Linked DNA regions of Bicyclus anynana: region 1 is linked to region 2. The links are chromatin contacts, called in public Hi-C maps. All regions are on one chromosome and are shown on one strand. The core of a region is the stretch at or near the end of the contact, and the rest is flanking DNA. Distances in the headings are between cores, read along the strand shown.

Region 1 (4,002 bases), core at 853-3,352, 200 kb before region 2:
CTCACCTGATGGTAAGTGATGATGCAGTCTAAGATGGAAGCGGGCTAATTTGTTAGGAGGAGGATGAAAATCCACACCCCTTTCGGTTTCTACACGGCATCGTACCGGAACGCTAAATCGCTTGGCGGTACGTCTTTGCCGGTAGGGTGGTAACTAGCCACGGCCGAAGCCTCCCACCAGCCAGACCTGGACAAATTAAGAAAATCTCAATCTGCCCAGCCGGGGATCGAACCCAGGACCTCCGTTTTGTAAATCCACCGCGCATACCACTGCGCCACGGAGGCCGTCAAATGACGAAAATACCCCGAAAGATATTTCGCAGTTGTTCTAAGAAAATTATCAATTTGATTGGTTCAACAGGTCAGAGAGAAACTATGTATCCTATTATAATTTGTATGGATGGATTTATGGATGTTTATTACTCTTTCCGCAAAAACTACTGTTGGCTGGGAGATAGATTATATTCTGGATTAACACACACTCGTATACTTGTAGGTAGGTATATAGGTACTATCTATCTCGGAAAGATCCATGTTTCCCGCAGAATTTGCAGGATTTCGGAAAAACTGAATTTCACGTGGACCAAGTTCTTTATTTTAATAACATTCCTGTCTGGTATTTTTGTGTTGTAGATTTGTTTAGGATATTTCGCTGTAAAAAAAATTAATCGCCGCAATCGTAAGGTTTTTAACTGATTCTATAGAAATCTTAAAAATCTTTACGTCAATACGACAGTCAGTCAAGTAATAAGACAGTTATGATGAACTTAATTCTAAACAAGTTATTATCTCTCAACAATTACGTCCAGTTATTATCTGATAACTACGATTTTCAGAAAACTAAACCTTCTGTCCTATTATTGAAATATTTTTCAATTGAATATATCTTTTTTACATAATTGTGATTCTGTGGCATTATCAAAATACTTAAAAAAATATTATATTATGACAGTACGTCGTGGTAATAATAGTCAGTCAAGATAGACAGCAATAGTTGTCACCAGCAACTTAACCGTCGTAATTGAGTTGCCTGAAAATCAATTATAATTTCTCTCCATATCGTAAAAGTTATGATGGAACGTTCCGAAATTTGGAGGATTTGTTTACGGATGATATTCGTAAACAATTCCTTCTATTGGTAGGTATATTTGAAATACTTGACGTATCTAAATGCTTATCACAGTCCGCCATGGCAATAAGACAGTCAAGATAATACGACAGCAATAGTTGTCGCCAACATCACCAGCGCTCAACCGAGCAATGTAATTGTCGTAATTGAGTTACCTGAAATGCAATTATAATTTCTCTCCATATCGTAAAAGTTATGATGGAACGTTCTGAAATTTAGAGGATTTGTTTACGGATGATATTCGTAAATAAATCCTTCTATTGGTAGGTATATTTGAAATACTTGACGTATCTAAATGCTTATCACAGTCCGCCATGGTAATAAGACAGTCAAGATAATACGACAGCAATAGTTGTCGCCAACATCACCAGCGCTCAACCGAGCAATGTAATTGTCGTAATTGAGTTGCCTGAAATGCAATTATAATTTCTCTCCATATCGTAAAAGTTATGATGAAACGTTCTGAAATTTGGAGGATTTTTTTACGGATGATATTCGTAAACAAATCCTTATATTGGTAGGTATTTTTGAAATATTTGACGTATCTAAATGCTATTATCACAGTCCGTCATGGTAATAAGACAAGATAATACGACAGCAATAGTTGTCGCCAACATCACCAGCGCTCAACCGAGCAATGTAATTGTCGTAATTGAGTTGCCTGAAATGCAATTATAATTTCTCTCTATATCGTAAAAGTTATGATGAAACGTTCTGAAATTTGGAGGATTTGTTTACGGATGATATTCGTAAACAAATCCTTCTATTGGTAGGTTTATTTGAAATATTTGACGTATCTAAATGCTTATCACAGTCCGTCATGGTAATAAGACAGTCGAGATAATACGACAGCAATAGTTGTCACCAACATCACCAGCGCTCAACCGAGCAATCTAATTGTCTTAATTGAGTTGCCTGAAATGCGGGTTATTAATTTTTTCCCCGCGTACCCCCAAAGCCCGACTCCGCTTAATATTCGCGGCGTATTGCTAATTAATGAGCAACGATGGCGCGGTATTCGTTAACGAGACGTTTGCGACTGTCGTCGTTCTGTAAGCGAATTCTTTGCATTTTAATTCAGTGGCTACAAAAAGGGTACCTAATATAGGTGTTGGGGGTTTTAAGCCGACGATAAAACGGTTAAGACTGTTGTAATCTATTTTTACGGCCTAGTCGAGGGCCACGCTGCTTTAATGCGGGTTTTTTTGGTGGGCTTTAATATTTCTAAATTTATGAACGACTAATATCAAATATTAGTGCTAAAGACCGGGAACGAAGGCTTAACGTGAAACTTCTCAACTCCGCTCTAAGAATTTCAATTGACAGTTTCATAGAGAAAAATTCAGAATCTCATAGCCTACCCAGACGACCTCGTGATGCAAAACCACTTTGGCTCATCATCAGTGCTCAGACTACGTTAGTTTAATCCTACTAATATTATAAACGTAAAAGTTTGTATGAATGATTGGATGTATGTTTGGATGTTTGTTACTCTTTAACGCCGCTACTACTGAAGCGATTTGGCTGAAATTTCAAATGGTATTAGATTTTACTCTGGATTAACACATAGGCTACTTTTTATTCCGGAAAAATCCATGGTTCCTGAGGGATTTGGGAAAAACTAAATTCCACGCGGACGAAGTAGCGGGCGTCCGATAGTAAAGTATATGTTTAAATGCCATTATTGACAATGAAATATGTATTTCGGGCACAAACATTTGTACCTGGAAAAATGGCGCGCGTTATGACACCGAATAACGAATCATCTTTACTTTCTATCTGTCTATTTACTTCTCGTCTACGTACCAAGTTGACATGTTTACCCCACAACTTTGCCTGGGAGTTCAGTTTGAGCCTGACGTTCTCACGACGTCCTTACAATGTTGGTACATTCATCTAAGTAGCTATTATGTGCGTCAATAATGCGTCGACTATTCAGCGCTTCGTCAAAGAGCCTTTGAGCTTAAGCCTTTTATTTTACTTTCTTTGACCTCCTTTTCTTACTTTGGAGGGAAGTAATAAAGAGATTTATATTAATGCTGCGGGTAGTTTTAACTTGTTACTAGGTGGGGATCATATTTATAGTTCCAGCAATGATATTTTTATACTAGAGACAGGGCACTGGCGCATCTAAACTGAGACGGACAAATGTGTACAATTGTCTAAATTTTATTTGGTCACCTATTAAACAACGACAGTTTTTTAAACACATAATATCTAAATTGTCTACAATGTCGAGTTGTGTGTTTAGGAAGTGTAAAAACTATATACTTATACATAAATATATTATAATCTATTATGTAATCACAAATTGTGATCATGTGAAATTCGGATCACTTTTTGCAGTGATTTTGTAGGCACGTAATCTATCTATAGTGTAAAATAATCATTGGTTACCAGTATAAAAAAAAACCCTCGTTGAATGAAAAGTTCAAATAACAACACTTCTCTTTATTCGCCAAAAACAACAGAGATACTTATCTTATACATAAGGATACCGTCTATAATATAATTAAACGGAAGGTACATACCTTCTTTTTTTTCGAAATTTTGTACCTACCTATATATAAATAGGTAGGTAGCTTAGACCAAGGTAGGTAGGTACAAAATTTCAATAAAAATTATTAAGTTAATAATTTTCTTAATTTTATTATTACAAAATTTGCAGTTGTCCTTTAATTTTACTTATATCCAAAGTGAGTAAATTATTAAAATAAAACTAATTTACATTTTATTTTTCTATCTGAGTTCACATGAATTTAATTTTTAACGTTTATTTCAGAAATGTTTCCATTTCTCTGAGATATTAAAAAGTTCAAAACATCTGTTCAGCTAATCTGCTAAGAGCTCGGAATCCTGAGCTCTTTGGAATGT
Region 2 (3,927 bases), core at 423-2,922:
GGAGAAGATTGCCCCAGACCGGATTTGAACCTACGCACAACGAATCGAAGGCATATCCACTGGACTATCACGTCAAACATTGAATAAGGGTTAAAATATAGCCCATGTTACTACCTAGTTCTATTGGTGAAAGAATTTTCTTTTTTCATAACTGTTTCAGTAGATCCAGAGTTTTTTTTTTTAATATATGACCAATATTCCCATTTCCCTCCAACTAGTCTTGAAAGACTGTGCTAGGAGTGGGTACGACAATAGACCAAGAGATTACATTAAATTTGTAAATTTGTGAGAAATTTAGAAATTGTACCTTGATGTAATGGAATGATGATGATAATGTAATGATGAATCACAGAACGAAGTGTGCAAATATCTAGTCTTAATGCTAGAACAATAATAATTTTCTTGGCAACCTTTCTATAAAAAGTTTAATGACCAAAACACCTGGTTAATTTTTAAATTATTTTATTTAAACGATTACTAGAATATAAGAAATGTGCATCCCCTCCATTAAAGCCGGTAACAAATTAAAAATAATCACCATACATGCTCGGACTCCGTGACGACTCGCTTGCATCTCATTGGTTGACTCATTTGAATTAGCAATTAAAATTAAAATTTTCACATCACCAAATTAAAGGTATAAACGATAACATCTACGTATGGCCATACTAAATTAGAAGGTATTTTTATTGATGTTTAAAAAAATAATTCCTCTTCTTTAGTAAAACGTTATGTGCGTAGTCGGTCGTTGCTCAAGATCTCCCGCTGGCTTAGTGATCGCGGCAAGCAAATAAAATGCTAATTCAGAGCTAAATCCCTTTGATTAAATTGTTTATAGACATGAAACCTTCTTCCCTCAATTGTCAAGCCGGTTCATTAATTGGCTCGTTTGAATGATTTAATTTATAAGCAACACGCACTCCCTTTTTAGTTGAGGAGCTTTATAAGGTTTGTTTCTAAAACGTGGAGCTGCGATAGCGCGGTGAATATCCGAACTAATCCAAAAACCAACCCCTTTCACTCACAGATACAAACCATTGAAAAGAAAGTAAACTAGAAACGAACCCCTTTCTCGAGCGAGTTCCGCTATCCACCTCTAGATGGCGTTCAGTAAAACGTCCCGAAGCATTCGCTCATCTTTCACATGTGTGCATGACAGAGCGAGATGGCAATCGAAAAATAAAAAAGGAGTAAAATAGACAGCAATATGCGTATACAAAGGCGTGGTTACGTGCATGCAAAGCATTTTTTATCGCAAAAATGGCCGGAACTTTACACATTGTGTTGTAAATCATAAAGTCGTAACTGCATTTCGTATGTTTAGTGTTGCATTTTATCATAAGGAGATAAGGTCGAAATTAAGGTTATATTTTTTATAAGATATGTTTAGTCACTGAAGAAGTGCAAAATAATTGGCGTCACCAGCGTCGCGGCGTCTCTAGAGAGAGAAAGTATTACCCATCTAGTACTACGCTAGAGCGGTGCCCACAGCGACCGTTATGTGGAGGGGGACGGTGAATTAGCAAATGTAGACGATAGAGTGAGATGTCGCGAAAAAATGCACAGAAAAAAAAACGCTATTTTCACTGAAGGTGCGCGGCGTAGAGTGTTGCAGTACTTGGGCGCGGTTTAAAAAAGGTCAGGGGCGCCTGCGCCCTCTGTAAAAAGACTGTGCCAAAGTTATGGGGGAAAGAGACGCTGTTACTTTAGTAGCATCATGTGGCGAGGTGCAGTGCTGTGTCCGCGAGCGGCCGCCACTGCCGCGGCATAAACAATACAACTAATTATTTGCAACTAAAATGCAAATTCCTGAAGTGTGCCCGCGAAACTACTCTCGCCGGATTGGCTAGGCGAGTGAGCGGATTCAAAAGTTTCGTATTGTGTTGTTGTGTTCTAAATACAAAAATGTGTACTTCCTGTAGTATTGTAATGCAGTGGAAGGACAATAATTTTATATTCACAGGTAAATAATATTAAAATTATAGGTGAGGTACCCACTTCATTCACCAAAATTTAAAATGATAATCCACATAAAAACATTACTAAAATTAATGAAAATGTAACCTTGAAAATCCTCTAATTACTTTTCCCGCTAAAATTACCTTGCATCATGCGTTGTAGTTGCAGTCAAAATCCCGTTTAAGTTGGCAGATTACCTCGTAGGGGTAGGGATAAGGAATTTTATTTAAACCAGGCTTAAGTACTGAAATTATTGACAGGTAGGTAGGTACTCTGTACTAGGTATTTACCTAATTACACTTAGGTATTTTCCACTGAAACTGTAACGTTGGAAAATTAAAAGTAGGGTGATTGTACCTATTTAGCAAGGCAAGTAGGGCTATTTTCTTGTGGAAGACAAATCACACATGTCTGTTTTGCCTTTGTGGGAATCTTATTAGAATTTGTAAATTGTTATTTAGGTACAAAAGTAGGTACTTATGTCGTAGGTTTTTAACTCATGCACTTTGAGCAATAATTTGTAAAATTAAGTACGAATTTTTGTTCTCAGGTAGGCGATTAGTGTAGGATTCAGAACTGCTTTGAAGTTAAAAAGTCTTAAGAAAACTTTACACACACTTTTACCTATGTTACCTACTAAAACACATGAATAAAGAAATATTACATTAGGTAGGCACCTACAGTTAATATTCCCTTCTAGAATTTATTTCTCATTAATATCTTTTATTTGTTTATTTAAAATAACTTTATAAAAACAATAATACTTAAACAATTCAAAAACAATAAAAATTTCAAATGGTCGAAATTCGAATGCTTCCATTTCCATTGACGGTAACAAAATAGGAACCTGTAACTAACACGTAAAAACTTTGGTACCTACTTATCTAAAAATAAAAAATAACGTTTTTTAACTGAATTTACTCGAGATATTTTTTTTTTAATTTTAAGAAATATGTACCTATGTGGGTACATAAGTAGGTATGTGAACGTATTTTGATAGCCATTATCAAATGTGATAAACTTGATAAGTACTGAATGTCAGGTGAGAGAGATAAGAGTTACGTTATCGTTTTTTATTTATTTAAATGAGAAAATAGTCTCGAAACTATTGAATAAATAAAACTAGACGTTATTTTCTTTTTACGATCCATTAAATTAATCTCAGAAATCTCAAATAAACGTTAACGACATCTAAATTACATTACGAAATGTAAGTTTAGTGATATATTTATATCATTATATGTAAGTTTTAGGGGCCAATTGTCAAGCAACAATAATAAAATATTAGTAGATGTATGATCTAGGCAAACAGTGTAAAAAATCATAGGCAACCGTAAATCTATGGACGAAATAGGTAGGTATTAAGAACCTGGTTGAAATTACCTATCTTAAAATAATTTTACTGCACACTAAACCTAGATAATATCTAAGATCTAAATAATAAAAAATAATTAGGTACTTACATAGCCTTTTTATATATATTGAACTGGAATACCTACCTGATCGTGTTATAGTATTATTAAAGTAATCTATGCATTTCTAATTGCTTAGGCATTTAATTTCTAATGTCGTTAATGCAAATCAAACTGTTAAAATAATATTTTCTTTAGATAAGGTAGTAACGAGATACCAAAACGTGTTAGAAAAACAAACAGATTAACCTGCTTTAGAAAAGTCACGTTTGTTGAAAATTTAAACGTAGAAACTGAACTAGTCTTAAGTATCTTTTAGAAAATATATCCATTATATTAACAATATAATTGTAGAAGATTAATGATTTTGTGATTATTATTACTTTTATACTTAACTAGCGGACACTCGCGACTTCCTTCGTCCTTAGACGTATTTAATCCGGCCCTATCGCAAAATCCATTCTTAACGGACGTCTACTACTTAAAAAAAAACACAACCTCCCTGCCAAATTTCATCTCTCTACGTCAAGCGGTTTTTGAGATAACGTGATGAGTT

The links. A called contact is a pair of places that touch in the nucleus more often than the background predicts.
Region 1: a contact with region 2 is called in a Hi-C map of whole body, with 6 times the contacts expected there. The contact joins two enhancer-like sites. A contact is called at or near these places in 2 of 2 Hi-C or Micro-C datasets (whole body and whole larva).

What each region holds. Positions count from the first base shown.
Region 1 is chr15:13,609,876-13,613,877 of ilBicAnyn1.1, reverse strand. No RefSeq gene overlaps it. Among protein-coding and RNA genes, the nearest start is that of LOC112054558, 68 kb to the left of the region's middle. Within about 2 kb of position 2,102, at least 1 of the 8 cell types and tissues checked has open chromatin away from gene starts, as enhancers often do.
Region 2 is chr15:13,404,641-13,408,567 of ilBicAnyn1.1, reverse strand. No RefSeq gene overlaps it. Among protein-coding and RNA genes, the nearest start is that of LOC112055601, 4.3 kb to the right of the region's middle. Within about 2 kb of position 1,672, at least 8 of the 8 cell types and tissues checked have open chromatin away from gene starts, as enhancers often do.